Linked DNA regions of Mus musculus: all the other regions are linked to region 1. The links are chromatin contacts, called in public HiChIP or PLAC-seq maps. All regions are on one chromosome and are shown on one strand. The core of a region is the stretch at or near the end of the contact, and the rest is flanking DNA. Distances in the headings are between cores, read along the strand shown.

The links. HiChIP or PLAC-seq counts read pairs in DNA pulled down with a chosen protein or histone mark.
Region 2: an H3K4me3 HiChIP or PLAC-seq map of bone marrow-derived macrophages shows a contact between it and region 1, with 4 times the contacts expected there. The contact joins the promoter of Cldn7 here to the promoter of Zfp3 in region 1. A contact is called at or near these places in 1 of 115 datasets of contacts at active chromatin or transcription factors (bone marrow-derived macrophages) and 1 of 9 other capture datasets (pancreatic islet).
Region 3: a FOXA1 HiChIP or PLAC-seq map of pancreatic cancer cells shows a contact between it and region 1. The contact joins the promoter of Dvl2 here to the promoter of Zfp3 in region 1. A contact is called at or near these places in 3 of 39 promoter capture datasets (hippocampal neurons, liver and neutrophils), 3 of 115 datasets of contacts at active chromatin or transcription factors (bone marrow-derived macrophages, large pre-B cells and pancreatic cancer cells) and 1 of 9 other capture datasets (liver).
Region 4: a FOXA1 HiChIP or PLAC-seq map of pancreatic cancer cells shows a contact between it and region 1. The contact joins the enhancer-like site here to the promoter of Zfp3 in region 1. A contact is called at or near these places in 8 of 39 promoter capture datasets (embryonic stem cells, hippocampal neurons, liver and 3 more) and 1 of 115 datasets of contacts at active chromatin or transcription factors (pancreatic cancer cells).
Region 5: a contact with region 1 is called in a FOXA1 HiChIP or PLAC-seq map of pancreatic cancer cells. The contact joins the promoter of Slc16a11 here to the promoter of Zfp3 in region 1. A contact is called at or near these places in 8 of 39 promoter capture datasets (embryonic stem cells, hippocampal neurons, liver and 4 more), 1 of 484 Hi-C or Micro-C datasets (embryonic stem cells), 7 of 115 datasets of contacts at active chromatin or transcription factors (embryonic forebrain, embryonic hindbrain, embryonic limb bud and 4 more) and 1 of 9 other capture datasets (liver).

Annotation. Positions count from the first base shown.
Region 1 is chr11:70,762,900-70,765,812 of GRCm38.p6, reverse strand. Zfp3 (zinc finger protein 3) reads right to left here and starts at 1,366. Exons shown (of 2, transcript NM_177565.3): 1 at 1,264-1,366.
Region 2 is chr11:69,963,995-69,966,907 of GRCm38.p6, reverse strand. Cldn7 (claudin 7) reads right to left here and starts at 1,487. Exons shown (of 4, transcript NM_016887.6): 1 at 759-1,487. The coding sequence starts at 981.
Region 3 is chr11:69,999,224-70,002,136 of GRCm38.p6, reverse strand. It overlaps Dvl2 (dishevelled segment polarity protein 2), which reads right to left and starts at 1,545. Exons shown (of 15, transcript NM_007888.4): 1 at 1,111-1,545. The coding sequence starts at 1,304. It overlaps Phf23 (PHD finger protein 23), which reads right to left. Exons shown (of 5, transcript NM_030064.4): 5 at 2,126-2,899. The coding sequence ends at 2,685.
Region 4 is chr11:70,188,530-70,191,442 of GRCm38.p6, reverse strand. No RefSeq gene overlaps it. Among named protein-coding and RNA genes, the nearest start is that of Clec10a, 23 kb to the right of the region's middle. Within about 2 kb of position 1,537, at least 58 of the 459 cell types and tissues checked have an H3K27ac peak or open chromatin away from gene starts, as enhancers often do. A contact at or near this core is called in pancreatic cancer cells, where this site is marked.
Region 5 is chr11:70,212,356-70,215,268 of GRCm38.p6, reverse strand. It overlaps Slc16a11 (solute carrier family 16 (monocarboxylic acid transporters), member 11), which reads right to left and starts at 1,359. Exons shown (of 5, transcript NM_153081.3): 1 at 1,005-1,359; 2 at 557-767; 3 at 171-314. The coding sequence starts at 758.

The sequences.
Region 1 (2,913 bases), core at 117-2,616:
TTCCTAGTGCCACTTCAACCCCATAGTACACACGTTGTGGTGACCTCCGACCATAAAATTATTTTCATTGCGTCTTCATAATTATAATTTTGCCATTACGAGTGGTAGTGTATATATTGTAAAGGGGATATTCAAGTCTCAGAGGGGTTGCACCTCACAGGCTGAGCACCACTGTTCTACAATGTGACCAAGGATGACATTCTACTCATCTTGTTAACCTCAGTGCTTAGCACATTTCTGATACCTGGAAAACATTAAGTGAGGTTTCTGAGCTATCTGGGTGAATGTCTGCAGTTGTTTTAAAGGTTAATTGAAGATTCCATTCACCATTGTCCCTAAAGAGACCAGAGCAGTGTCTGACAGATAACTGGTATCAACGTTTTATAAAAATAAGTTCTTAGCCGAGCACGATGACCCACACCTTTAATATCAGCACATGGAAGACAGAAGCAGATGGATCTCTGAAAGTCTTAAGTCAACCTGATCTACCTAGTGAGTTCAAGACTAGCCAGAGATATGTAGGGAGACCCTATCTCAAAAAAAAAAAAAAAAGTCAAACTAAGGCAACAACAAGAAAAGTTCTTTCTCCCAAGACACTATTTATCTTCCTCCTTTGGTATCCAGGATCAAGGGAACTCTGTCAATTCTGTGCTCAATTCAGTCTCATTTATGATTATTATTATTATTCTTAACTATGTGTAGTTGTGTGTTGCTACAGAGTTATAGATGTGTGTGCACATGAGTTACAGATGATACGAGGCGCCTGATTTGAGTTCTGGGAACCAAACTAGGGTCTTCTGGAAGAGCAGCAAGAACTACTGTGTCTTCTCTTTAGTCCCAATTCTATCATCTTTCTTTAACCTTAGTAAGCCAATGTCCTGCCTGCCAGCACAGGTCACAACATGCCACGGGGCCCCCAATTTTTGCCTGCTATTCGTTCTAGCAGTATACTTAGAGAATGAAATGAGAGAGAGAGAGAGAGAGAAGAAAAATAGGCATAGGTCTTTGGCATGCCCGTGTCGGAGCCTGCTTCTCCAGTTTCCCTGGCTGACAAGGCCTGCAAGCAGAATTAGGATCGGGCCCCTGACAGTGCCCAGGCTCCACCCTCTCCGTGTGCAAATGAGTAGGAGCCCCCGATGCCATAAAGTCCAAGGTCACACAGCAAACCCGAGTCAGGGGCGGGCCTACAGTCAGAACTCCAGCTCCAGGCCGGGAGCCCCGCGCCCTCCTCCCCCGGGCACGACGGAACCAGAGAGGCCTCACCGCTGGCGGATGCCGCCCACGCTCCCTCCGCCGGGCCCGAGGCGCTGCACCGCGGCGCGCACAGAACCGCAGCTGTTGTCTGGTGTCACGGGCGACCCACGCCGGCCACTTCCGGTACCGGGCGCACTGCGGCCAATCCGCGCGAGCCGCACTCGCGGGAGGAACAGGTGGCCAGCGAGCCCACGCCCCCATGCCCGTCTCAGCTTTCCCGTCTGCCGTTCTCGCCCACATTCACCCCATCTTCGCCCGGTCGGACAGGGCCGGTCGGCTAGCTGGAATGTCCCATGCACCTCGCGAAACCCACTGTGTCCCTTGACCACTGACGCGCAGGGTCCTCCCGGTTTCCTAGACGGGCCCCGGGGATGCACTTCCGCCCCGCAGCAGCCGCTCTGCGCGCCCCTGACGTTTCCGTGGGCTGGAAAACTCGAAACTCCGCCACGCTTCCCGCGGGGACGTGTCGAGCAGCCGCGTTTGTGCCTCACCTCCCGCTTTCCAAGAGTCTGTCAACTCCGGTTCCTAGATTTAGGGTGCGCCTGTCATCTTCTAGGAGCGAGGGGGGAGGGGAGGCCTGCTTTGAGGTCAGGAAGGCTTCAGGGAGTGATGCTTTGACAAAAAACTCAAGGTTGAGTGTGATTTCCGTTTTCCGCAGGCAATGGGAACTGCACTATTTGCTGGCCTTTCTCTCTTCTTGAATAAATTTGGTCTTTTAGCACAGCACGTATGTGACTATGAATGTGGTGATCCTCCTGCCTCAGCCTTCCAACTGCTGAAGTGAGCAACCAAGCCCAGTGAAGTAGATCTCTGTGTGGGGGAGGGAGAGGTTGAGGCAGTTAGGACTGGCCTTGAATTAATTATGCTCAGTGGTGGCCCTGGCTTGACTAATCACATTATCCCCTTCCTTCTGACTGGTCCAGAGGTGAACATTAGATACAAATAAGACTGAACAGTCCTTCCTTCCAGTTGCTATCTGGGAAGGTGGTGCAGTTTGAAGCAACATTTGTAAGGAATCAGGTCTTTTCTGAAGCCATGGTCTTTGTAATAGACCTAAACAAGGAGATCTGAACCGAGAAAAGGCAAAGGAGGCTGGGGGTGTGGCTTAGAGGTCGAGCACTTGCCTGGAATGTGCTAGGTAGGCCCTAAATTCAACCCCTAGTACTGTTAAACAAAATAAATAAATGAAATAAAAACAAGACATTTGAAGAAAAGGCAGGGGGGGTAACTAGTTTTGAGTAACTAGTTCTGAGGTAAGGGCTGGGGAGATGACTCATGGAGTTAAAGCACTTGCCATGCAGTGGAAGGACCTGAGTTCGAATCCCCAGAGCCCATGAGCAACTGTAATCCCGATGCTCCAAAATATAACAGTGCAGAATACACATGACTATTCCCAAAGGGAGAGATGGGGGCACAGGGAGGGAATAACTAAACCTGAGCAAGAAAACACCAACTTCTCTAGTTCTGTTTCTGGTATAAAGAAAGACGTGGACTGTTCTGCCCCTCCAGCTTCTACAAGATGCAGCTCTCTGTACCTCGTTCTCTTCTCTATCCTCCCACCCCCACCCCACTCCCTAACAACATGGGGTTCCTACACAGTCCGGGCTTCACACAATGGGTTTCAGGGCTTACACACAGGACTATTCTACCTTACAGCAG
Region 2 (2,913 bases), core at 238-2,737, 800 kb after region 1:
TGGCAGGTAGCCTTAGGATGGCGCCAGCCTTAGTGCTGCAGACCGCGCCCACTAACCCCTGGACCGTGGTCCGCCTGTCTGGTTCCGCCGGCAGCCTGGGGCCCCCTAGTCCAAGGCAGGCCTTGTGCAGACGGTTCCCGCCCCCATCCCGCCACCAAGTCCTTTCCGCTCCCCGCCCCGCCCTGCGCTCCAGAACCCGCCCGGGGCGCCAAGGTTTCGATGAAACCGTTCCAGGTAGGGGGGAAGGGAGAAAGGGGGCGAAAGAGAAGTGCAGGTGGCGGCTAAGGCCCTCGCTCCAGCCACACCAGCCGGCGCGTGTCCTAGCTTTGGCCCCGCTATCGAGGCCACCGAGTTTGTGGCTTCAGCTAATCGGCCGATAAGATTAGAGGCCACAAGTACGGTCCCACGTCTAACGAGGGCACGATTCCGCGGCCCTGAGAACCTCCGTCCCTCTTCTCCTTTTGTCCAGAGAAAGAAGCAGGGGAAGAGAGAGACCACTGACTGCCAGGGGTTGGGGGGTGCTTCGCCCAGGAAACCCCCCCAAAAAAAATCTGGGCAGAGGGGCGTGGACCCACGTGGGACACCCAGATCAGATCCCAGGCACGCTCTCTCTCTGTCCCACCGACTGAGCCCAAGGCGTCCACTTCCTCCTCCCTGGCAACCCCGGGCGCCGGGCAGTGCGGCCTGGGCCCTGCCCCACACCCAACCCGGCCACCTTGACCCTGGGCACGTCCGCCCCGTCGGTCCCACGGCCTTACCCGGCAGGGCGAGCACCGAGTCGTACATTTTGCAGCTCATCATGCCGGTGCTCTGCGTGACGCACTCCATCCAGAGCCCCTTGTACATGGCCTGGGCTGTGATGATGTTGTCGCCCGCATAGGAGCTCATCTGCCACTGAGGGATGGCAGTGCTCGCTATCAGGCCCACCCAGCCAAGCATGGCCATTGAAAAGCCCAGCAGTTGCAGGCCCGAGTTGGCCATTTCCTTGTCTCAGAAAAGACGGGACGCGCCGGGAGGGCGACCCTACAGTAAAGCAAAAAAACAAAAAAACAAAAATCCGGGGAGCAGCAACACAAGAAAATTTGGATAGAGATTTAAGTCACCCAAAGGAGAAAAAGATTTTTTTTTGGACCGGGTAACTACAAATCTTGTTAACCGAGGTAAACACAAATCGTCCCCTCCGGTGAAGCGACACTCTCACAGCAGAGGGAACCGGCTTCGCCCGAAGGACTGGTTCCAGACAAAAGCGGTCCCCGAAGGCCGGGCGGTTCCTACCGGCGTGCTCCGAGACTACCCAAAGAAGTGGAGGGGCCGTTAGGGCGTGGCCCCCAGAAAGTATGCGGGCCCTTGGGCCCCAGGCTGCGGTGCGCGGCACAGGGAGCTGGCGGTGCGGCGGCAGGTGCGGGCGAGCAGGTGCGGCGCACCTGAGTATATATATGCAGGACGTCGGGGACGCGCCCCCGCAGGCACCCGGAGCGCTGCAACTTGGGCGGGACCAGAGGGGCAGTCGAGTGACCTGACGTCACTGAAGGGACACTCACCTGAACCGGAAGTCTTGGCCCCTACCCCCTCCTCGTCCAGGTGAAGAGGAAGAAACCTGAGCTCCAGGGTCACGCCCCTTCATTTGCCTGGCTCTAACCGTTGATGGGAAATAGGCGACGGCTTCTCAGAAGTCCCTGGGGTCGGAGTCTGCCCTGCAGACTCCAAGTGGCCCCTTCCTCTCCTTTCCATACAGGTGCGCCTGGGTCGCTGCGGAGCCAGTACCCTCAGACGCCCCTGGAAAGGCTCCTCGCCATCCTTCCCCTGCAGGTTTCGGCGCGTGCCACTTGTCCAGCCCGACTTTCGTCTCCACTCTCAGCTCTTTTTTTCTTTAGTCTCCTACCAAGGCCTGTCTCATCATCAGGGGCCCTAACCCATTACGGTAAAATCACCCGTGCTGCATGCACCCTTCTAGGAATTTCTACTCTCAGACAGTCTAGCAACCTACCGCTTCACCGCTCAAGCCCTCCACAAGACACGGCTCTCCGACAGTCCTCCCACAGGCCTGGTCCCAGGACCAGGTAGGTACAGGACTTAGCACCTGAGCCTGTCAGTGTCTCCTCCAACATAGAGGCTCCTTCTACCCGAAGGAGTTTTCCGAGGGTGGGGAGAAGGGTAAGACCTAGGTCAGAGAGTCTGACACGACACGCCCAACATTCCCCTCCCCAGGTTGTCATTTCTGGTTTACCTTCATTTTCCTCACTTCCTTCTCCATCCACACACTTTCTCTTTCCTTCATTCTGAGCTTCCGGGGACCTGTTTGTGTGCCCTTTCGGTGCCCTCCGACCCACTCTAGCATCTTAATTCATCCCTTAGAAAGTCTAGCTTAAGGCTGGGGAGATGGCTCAGGGGTTAAGAGCACTGACTGCTCTTCCAAAGGTCCTGAGTTCAAGTCCCAGTAAACACATGGTGGCTCACAACCATCCATAATGAGATCTTGACACCCTCTTCTGGTGTGTCTGAAGACAGCTACAGTGTATTTAAATATAATAATAAAATCTTAAAAAAAAAAATAGAAAGCCTAGCTCAGCCTCCACTCCTTCCAGCTTTCCCAGAACTTTGACCATCCTTCCTCCCAGCTTGGCTTCTAAGGTTCTCATTTATCTTTCCCCTTTTCCTGCCTTCTGCATTTTTATTCACCCCCCCCAACACACACACACACACACACACACACACACACACACACACACACACTTCCAGACTAAGGTTGCTCCCTCCAGACCCTTGGAGCCCAGTAGCCCAGTGTGTCCATCACTGCCCCCCTGAACTCTTTCTAGTTCTTTCTTCCAGTCTACCTCTCCTACAACCTCCTTCCACCTCTCAGACCTTCACAGGTCTTTCTTCCTTTTGCTAGTTTTTTGGTTTTTTATTTAC
Region 3 (2,913 bases), core at 296-2,795, 760 kb after region 1:
ACACATAGTGGCTGGCAGATGCTAACTCCAGTTCTAGGAGATCCCATGCCATCTACTGGATTCATTGGGCACTGCATGCTTGTGGTACACACTATGCATGCAGAACACCCAAACACATAAAGTAGCTTTTGTTTGTTTTATGACAAGGTTTCTCTGTGCAGCCCTAGCTGTCCTGGCACTGGCTCTGTAGACCAGGCTAGCCTTGAACTCAGAAAACTGCCTGCCTCTGTCTCCCAAGTGCTCAGATTAAAGATGTGCACCACCACTGCCCAACACATAAAATATCTTTAAAAAAAAAAAAAAAGCAAAAAAATCCTCCAACTCTCTTCAGCCCCCAGGGGGTATCGGGGTAGCGGGGAGAGGAGGTTCTGGCCCTAAGAGGAAATAAGAACTCAGAAAAGTTCAGAATGGTACATGCTTTGCCAGGAAAGTCTACTTCAAAACAGCCTAATATATCCCAATAGATCTCGCTGCAATATTACAGACTCTACCATCCCAAAATAATACTATGGAACCTGATTAATAAGCCAGAATAGCCTAATTGTCTCACTATAGCCCGGTCTACATAAAAACACTGCATGCCCAGCATATTGGCTCACACCTGTTTATTTCAGCTCTGGGGGCTAAGGCAGGAACTCCATGGGTTCGAAGCCAGCCTAGGATACAAGGAATAAAGCCCTACCTCCAAACAAAAGAACAAATCAAAACAGGCAAACAAAATTACAGACTATCTCTATCTAACTCGCGTGCAGACGTCTGAGAGCGAGCATCCCAGCTCACCAAAAGATAGATGGCTCTAATCTCCGCACAGCCTAGCATAACCTCAAGCATCACTTCTTTGCCTTTTGGCTAAAATCATGGAGAGAGAATGGCCAAACAAACCAGTGTTCCCCATTCCTCCAACCTAATTTTCTCGCCATCCAGCCCTTTCTTCTATGTGTCCAAATATAACCTTGTCCGTCTTGGGATGGGCTTTCTACCTTAGCACAGTACAATATGCTATGCTCCACTACAGGCCAGAAACAGTCCAAGGTAGACCGGTCTCCCTCAATATCGCCCAATCCACTCTAGCATACCCACCGTCCTTCCCAGTCTAGGCCTCGCGCTTACCCAAAATCCTGATCCATGGACTTGAAAAAGTACTTGGCGCCCGCGGGCCGCTGCAAAACGCTCTTGAAATCGCCGAGCGTGATGCGCTCCGCCGGGACAGGGATCTTCACCAGGTAAGGAGTCTCTTCTTCATCCAGATGGTAAATCACCTTCGTCTCGCCTACACCACCGCCCCCCGCGCTGCTGCCCGCCATGGTCTCGCTCGCGCGCTCCCGGGCTCAGCCGCCCACCCAACAGGACTAAGCGCCCCCGCCGCGCCTGCGCACACCCGCAAACTGACGCGCTAGCGCCAACAGCGCAGGGCCAGTGCGGAAGACGTGCCCAAGGAGGATGGCGGGGACCAGCGGGCTGATCGGGAAGAGCTGTGTGGCGAGACTCAAAACCTAGACCGCACAGTCGAGGGCCACTAGCTCCACGGACGTCGCGAGCAGCACCGAGGTCCCCGCCCACCTCTCCCCATGCCACGTGACCCAAGCCCGCCCACTTTGCGCAGCCGACTGTGCTTCACGTGACTTCCTTGAGTCACGTTACTACAAGCTCCACCTAGACACTCACGTGACCACTGCCTTGAGCAACGGTCTTCAGCCCTAGACGACTCCGCCCCCAAACGTGTACAACCCGCCCCCCCCCCTCCCAAGTACCTTAGCAAGCTTCTACTCTTGGAATGCTGGCAACTGGCCCCCACTTTGCCTTACCCATCTGAGGTTCAAGGCACCTCAATAGCAACTATAAGAGGGGCGGGGATATGGGCTGATGAGTGAGAATTGTAACCTGGGACCCTTAGGGCAGTACTCCTACTAGACTGTACTTGGGATGAGAAAGCCGAAATAGTCTTCAGAGATGTCTGAGGGGCATTAGACAGTGCCCAAGCCAGATTTGGCCCCTAAACTTCCCATCTCCACCTCCCAAATTGTGGAATTACAGCCCTGGACTTACAAGTGGCCTTCAGCCCCAACTCCACCCAAGACTTCCACCAGGTTTCCCAAAGATCCCCTCCCCAAATAGGACAAGGAGGGCTGTAAAACACAAGAGCCCACTCTGCTTTATTTACAACACGCAGGCCGTCTGTCTGAGCAGCCGGCCAACAGTATTAAAAACGAGGCGAGTGCTAATTGACACCTTTTTCTTTCCTTCCTCACTCCACAGGCTTTGGTACTCCACCTCTGAGCAACCTCGCTCAAATGGGGGAGCCCCAAATTAAAAATACATCCGGTGTAAAAGAAAGTAAACGGGAGAGAGAAGAAACATGAGGGGAGTGCTGTATTTACACTACAGTTTTATAGACAACTATCCCATTACATCCCAGTTTGAGCCCTGGACCTGCAAGTGAAAAGGGTACAGGGTTGACTGGACAGAGATTCTGTCTACAGATCCAGCCTCCCCGACCCAACTGTAATGGGGTCAACTTCAAGTCCATGGAGCAGGAAGGACAGAGTAGAAGACACTCATTTCCAAATACGTCTCCCTTGGGAATTGTGGCCCTCAAGTGGGGACAGCCTCCTCACTCCAAGGGAAGGCTGGGGACCCTGAGGCTCAGTTCCCAAGTAATGTCACAAGTTCCAGCCTTAGTGATGTCAGGGTTCTCCAGATTTGGGGAGACCCCCTAACCGCCGGGCCTCTGGCCGAAGTTCCTTGCATTTCTGGCAATAAAAGAAGTCGGGAACGTTGGTCTTCTTAATCTTAGCACAGGAGAGGTGGATCCACGTCCCACAGAGGCTGCACTCAATCATGGGCCGCCCCGCAAAGGGCTTTCTGCAGTAACACGTGATCAGATCCCAGGAGTCGTCACCTGGAAAAGACAAA
Region 4 (2,913 bases), core at 288-2,787, 570 kb after region 1:
ATCACTTCTGCTTAGAGGAGTGGGGCCTCCTCTGGTTCTAAATGGAAGATCCAGAGTGTGACTCATTGCTTCCTATGCTGACATTCATAAAAGGCATGGTCTGGCTGTTACAAAGTCGGGAGAACCGGCTTCCAACTCCAGGCACGGAAGCTAGTGTGAGCATCAAATAGGAAAACTCAGACTGTATGAAACGTAATTTTTCTTTGCCACCCCCCCCCTTTTTTTTTTCCTGAGATGGGGTCTCTTTATGTAGTCCTGGCTGTCCTGGAGCTCATAATATAGACCAAGCTGGCCTCTAATTCAGAGATCCTCTTGCCTCTGCCTCCTGAGAGCTGGGATTAAAGAAGTGCACCACCACCATGCCTGGCTTTCCCTCTGACTTTGGTAAGAGTGATGGACATGACATGACCTTTAAAGAAGAGAGATGGCTCCGTGGTTTAGAGCCCTTGCTGCTCTTGCAGAAGACCCAGATCTAATTCCCAGAATCTACATGAAGGCTCATTGCAACCTCAGTTCCAGGGATTTCTGATCTCCGCAGTCACCGGCATGCACACAGTACACACACCTACAGGCAAAATGTTCAGGTGCACAAAATTAAATAATTAAGAAAAGGAAAATCCTGCTGTGTGTGTGGTGGCAGAGGACAGCGAAAACAAAAGGGAAGGATTCCAACCTATACTGAGAATTGGATTAAGACCTCAGTGTGGACTCCATAGCAGTGAGGCGGAACAGGAAATGTTTTTGAGATGAACAGAGGTAGCCAAAGGGCAAAGAGATCACTTCTGTTCTTGTGGTCTCATTGCAGTCAGCAGAGCCTCAAGAGGAGGAGAGCTCGGGGCATGGTGGCGCACGCCTTTAATCCCAGCACTTGGTAGGCAGAGGCAGGCAGATTTCTGAGTTCAAGGACAGCCTGGTCTACAGAGTGAGTTCCAGGATAGCCAGGGCTGCACAAAGAAACCCTGTCTTGAAAAGAAAAAGGAAGGAAGGAAGGAAGGAAGGAAGGAAGGAAGGAAGGAAGGAAGGAAGGAAGGAAAGAAGGAAGGAAGAAAAAGAGGAGGAGAGCTCAGCCTCTTTGCTGAGCTTTGCTGATACAAAGAAACAATGGGTTTTAGGGGGTTTTGATTTTTTGCAACAGATATGATTACAATTTTTTTTTAACCAAGGTTAAAAGCTACTTAGTTTATATGTGTCCTATGTGACTTTCTGAAACATTCTCTCTCCATTCTTAGTTTCAGTTCTCCATGCTTAGGTATGTTTAGGGTATGTGTGTACTCTTTAGACTCGGCTGATGTTAATGGTTGTAGCTATCCCTTAGTGTTCTAAAGAGAGAGTGAATCCATCCATTTTCTTTTGCTTTAAAAGGTATATGAGCCAGGGAATTTTATAAATTCAAGAGTCCTACTTAGCTCATGGCTTTAGAGGCTGAAGGGCAAAGGGCTGCTACTGGCTGCGTTTTCCAGAAGGATCCGTGACAGATGAGCGCAGGGTGGTGTGATCGCGTGCGAGAGCAATCACGTGGTGACGATACAGGAAACCAGAGAGATGCAAAGGTCAGGCTTGCTCTTTTCTAACGCCCACTCCCGTAGGAACCAACTCACTGTCTCATAACAGCATTAGTTCTTTGTGAATCCAGAGCTTTCAATGGCCTACCTACCGCCTGCTTGACATTGCCCCTTAAATGTCATCCCACCTCAGGGCCCAAGCCCCCAACGCCTGAGCCCTGAGGGACCACATTTGAGCAGTATCCAAAGCATAACGAATGGCTAGCTTGCCACGGTCAGTGCAAATCACCCTGTAGAAAACTGATCTTGCGCGCATGCGCGCGGGGCGGGGCGTTGCTCACCACTTGCTGTGTTTTGTTTAATGGCCTTCCTCTCTTATTCAGCAACCGGTCTGTCAAATGGCGATAAATTGTTTCTGTCCACCCCCGTGAAGTAATCATGCACCCTGTGAATAATACACAATTGAAGTGCTTTTTAACTTATAAAACATGACCAGTTATGACTCATTCCGACATTTCAAAGCCTAAGAATTCCGGTGGCACCAGAGCGAGTGACTTGTCTTCCTTTCTACTGAAATGATTCATACATTTCCTTCAGATTCTGTTAACCCGTGTCATTCCTTTCCTCAGAACCTATGTGAGCCCTGACTATAAGATGTGAATGGATTCTCATCATTGGGGAGAAGCAGGAGGCACAAGGCCCAATGCCCAGTGCCTGCCATGAAACTGGTTGTAATGGTTTGAATATTCTCGGCCCAGGGAGTGGTGCTTTTAGAAGGTGTGACCCTGTTGGAGTAGGTATATCACTGTGGGTGCTTTAAGACCCTCATCCTAGCTGCCTGGAAGCCAGTCTTCTCCTAGGAGCCTTCAGATGAAGATGTAGAACTCTCAGCTCTGCCTGCACCATACCTGCGTGGGCACTGCCATGCTCCCGCCTTGATGATAATGAACTGAACCTCTGAACCTGTGAGGCAGCCCCAATTAAATGTTGTCCTTTATAAGATTTTCATTGGTCACAGTTATCTGTTTATAGCAGCAAAACCCTAACTAAGACAGAAGTTGGTACCAGGGACCAACAGGGTATTGCTGTGATAGGCCTGACCATTGCCTTTGTTTGGAGGAATGTGGATTTTGGGACTTTGGATTTGGAAAGCAGTGGATTACTTTAAATGGGACTTAATGGGTTATCCTAGTAGGCATAAGGAAGACTTTGTCACTGAGAGTGATTTAAATTCTAAGAACCTGGCCCAAGAGGTTTCAGTGGAGAATTTCAATGCATGACCTAAAGGCTGTTTTGTGGTATTTTGGTGAAGAATGTGATTACTTTTTTTTTTTTTATTGCCCTTGTCTTAAGAGTGTGCCTGAGAGCTGGGCGTGGTGGCTCACACCTTTAATCCCAGCACTCAGGAGGC
Region 5 (2,913 bases), core at 110-2,609, 550 kb after region 1:
ACAGGATGAGGGTACAGGCATGGCTTTGCAAACATTCTTTAGCCCCTCTTCTCCTCTGCACGCTCACGCGGACACACACACACACACCGCCTTGTACAGTCCCCTATCCTATAAGAAGTTCCTGTCCCCATTATCACCCCTTAAACATACAGCCACCCCACTCTTCTTACCAGCGAGGAGGCCCAGGCCGAGGTAGAGGTGCAGGAGGCTTCGGGCGAAAGCCGAGAAGACCAAGCCAAGCGAGGTTAGGACTCCCCCAACCATCACCACGGGGCGTGCCCCCCAGCGAGTGCTCAGGGCGCTGCCCACTGGGCCTAGAAGGGGGCGGAGTCAACGAAGACATGCCCCGGGACCCCCAAACTATCCGAAACATTTCTCATTGGCTGTTTTGCCTGGCCTGGTAACTCCTCCCATTGACCTCAAGACCCACTCTTCTAGAATTTGGTTCCACCAGTAACTCTCAGGTTGTCTGGTAATCAAGTCTGCTGTCTCCCATCACTACATCCACGGCCTCTCCACCCGGTGCCCGCCTCCCACCTCGGGGGGCCCCCCTCACTGGCTGCCTGCTGCACGGCCAAGGCCAGGGCGCTGACCCACGCAGTGTCCTGGGCGCTTCGTTCAAAGTGCTCCGCGAGGTCGGGGAGGGCAAGGCCCAGGGAGCGTAAGAGCCCGTAGGAGAGCCCGTTCACGGCGAATGCTGCGGCCGCCACCACCCAGCCCCAGCCCCCGTCCGGGGGTCCGGCCGGCTTGGGGGTCATCGCCGTCTGCTGGGGTGGGGAAACACCTGTGAATGAAGTCTCCACGCCTGGGCCTCCGCTAGGGAGCTGACGTCCCTGAGATCCAGCCTCGGGCTGCTCGCCCAGGGAGGGCACGTCGCCCGGAGCATGGGCGCGGGAACCAGGCCTAGGGATAGAAGTCCTAGGTGCGCGTGAGGTCCTGGGATGGAGGGGCAGCAGGATCCCCCAGGCCAGGGGCTCATCCTTCCCAAACCCTCTTTCTCTTACCCGACCTCTCCCGGCGTTGGGGGTAGGGAAAGGGCGAAGGTGGGTTCGGCCGGATTTTCTCCGCGCTTTCCGCAGAAAGGGTTCTGCGGAGCAGCTAGCCAGCACAGAGATGGAGCCCAACTTGGACCGCTCTCTCCAGTAAACAGAGATCACCACAGGGGCCCAAGCCACCTGGGACACGGGGTGGGGGTGGGGGTGAATACCGAGGGCGGGGGAAAGAGAGACAGCCAATCCACCCAGGCCTGGCTAAGGCCTGACGCCGAGTCCCACGAGGATTGAATTATCCACACACGAGCCCCAGCCCTGGTTGGGGAACCGCGAGGAGTGAGCGTACCTGGTGGCCGCGCCCCGCCTCTCCCCGCGCCTCTCACGCCGCGGGGCTCACACCCACGCACCTGCTGCGCACGCAAGAAGAGCCCGGTTGCACTCTTCGCCCGGCCAACTGCCCACGCATGAAAATAGCAGTGGTCTCCAAAACCTAAATGAGTTCTTGGATTCTCGGATTTGTTGTTGAGGATCCTGTAAAGCTCCAACATCAAATCACTCAAATCACTGGCCTCCAATGGACAACACCAGCATGCCCTCACTAGAAAGGAAGGCGAGTTCTCGGTACCAAGACCTGTGATGTTCCAGGCAGTCTTTACATACTTGGCCATTTCATCCTTACAATATCCCTATGAAGATGGCACTATCCCCATTTTACAAATGTAATAGCTGACCCCTAACCCACCCCAAAGCGTTCAGCTAAAAAAAAAAAAAAAATTGAACTTAGGTTTATACTATCGTGGGAGGATACAGGGAGAACAGACCTAGGAGTGACACAGAGATTGGGGACAGTTGAGGGAAAGAGCTTGGAGAGACAGATTGATGTGAACTGTAGTGGAAAGGACAGAATTCATGCAGAGCCACAGTGTGAGGGTGGCTGGGAATAGCTGAAAGGCTTGGGCAAGATTTTTTTTTTTTTAAGGAAGAATTCAGAGAAATAAACCCAGGTGTTTTTCTTGAAGATTTTAACGAGCAACCTTCTTTAGCAGTCACTATTGCTTTACTTCCGCCATTTGATTCATTTGGTTTAATCATTAAACAATGCCATTGAAATTTCAGCGATTTGCAGGTTGGAGCTTATATCAACCCGTAGCCACGGGATGGCGGTGTTTCCTAATTGATGAGAAAGTATCAGCCTAGAAAGGGAAGAAACGTAGCTGAGAAGTCGTGAAACTGGAAGACTAAAGAGAGTAGACAGACTTTCAGAAGCACATCACTGTGTTTGGGGAAGGCCTCACAACCATTAAAGGAGAGCCAGGCTACCTTCCCATCCCACACTCCCACCCCAGGGAATCAGCGTCCTCCCTCCTCAGTAAGTCTACCCTTTTCTCAGTTCTGGGTTTTCACATAAATGGTTTTTCTGCTGAAATGTCCTAGAACAGAAGACCATGAAGGTGTGAGGCCCTGCCACAGACACCTTAGGAAAGTGGCCTCACTGCATTCACCAGCCAGGAGCTGTCTGTGAAAGCCACCGGAGTGGTGGCGCCTGCAGGTACTCAGCCACCAAGGAGGCAGGGAACAGCTGGCTGGTTTCTTGAGAAGGCCAGTAAGAAGTCTGCTCTCTGTAAGTGGAACCCGGCCAGCCCAAAGGAATGGCTCTCTCCGTGATGAAATAGAAATACAGCCAGAGAGGAGACTATTTCTGGGTTGTACCAAATAATGCTGTGTACTTTGGCAGAATGCAAAATCCGGAGCCTAGGGTGATTGGTTGTGAAAGGGCATGTTCCTCGTCTTCCTCATGCTCATAGCCAGAGCCAATGTGTGTTGTCCATGGAGTTAATGAACATTGGAAAAGTGGACCCCCTACCTAGAACCCCAAGAAGACTTACTAAGCTTGACTCTCGCTTCGCTATCTGAGTGCAAA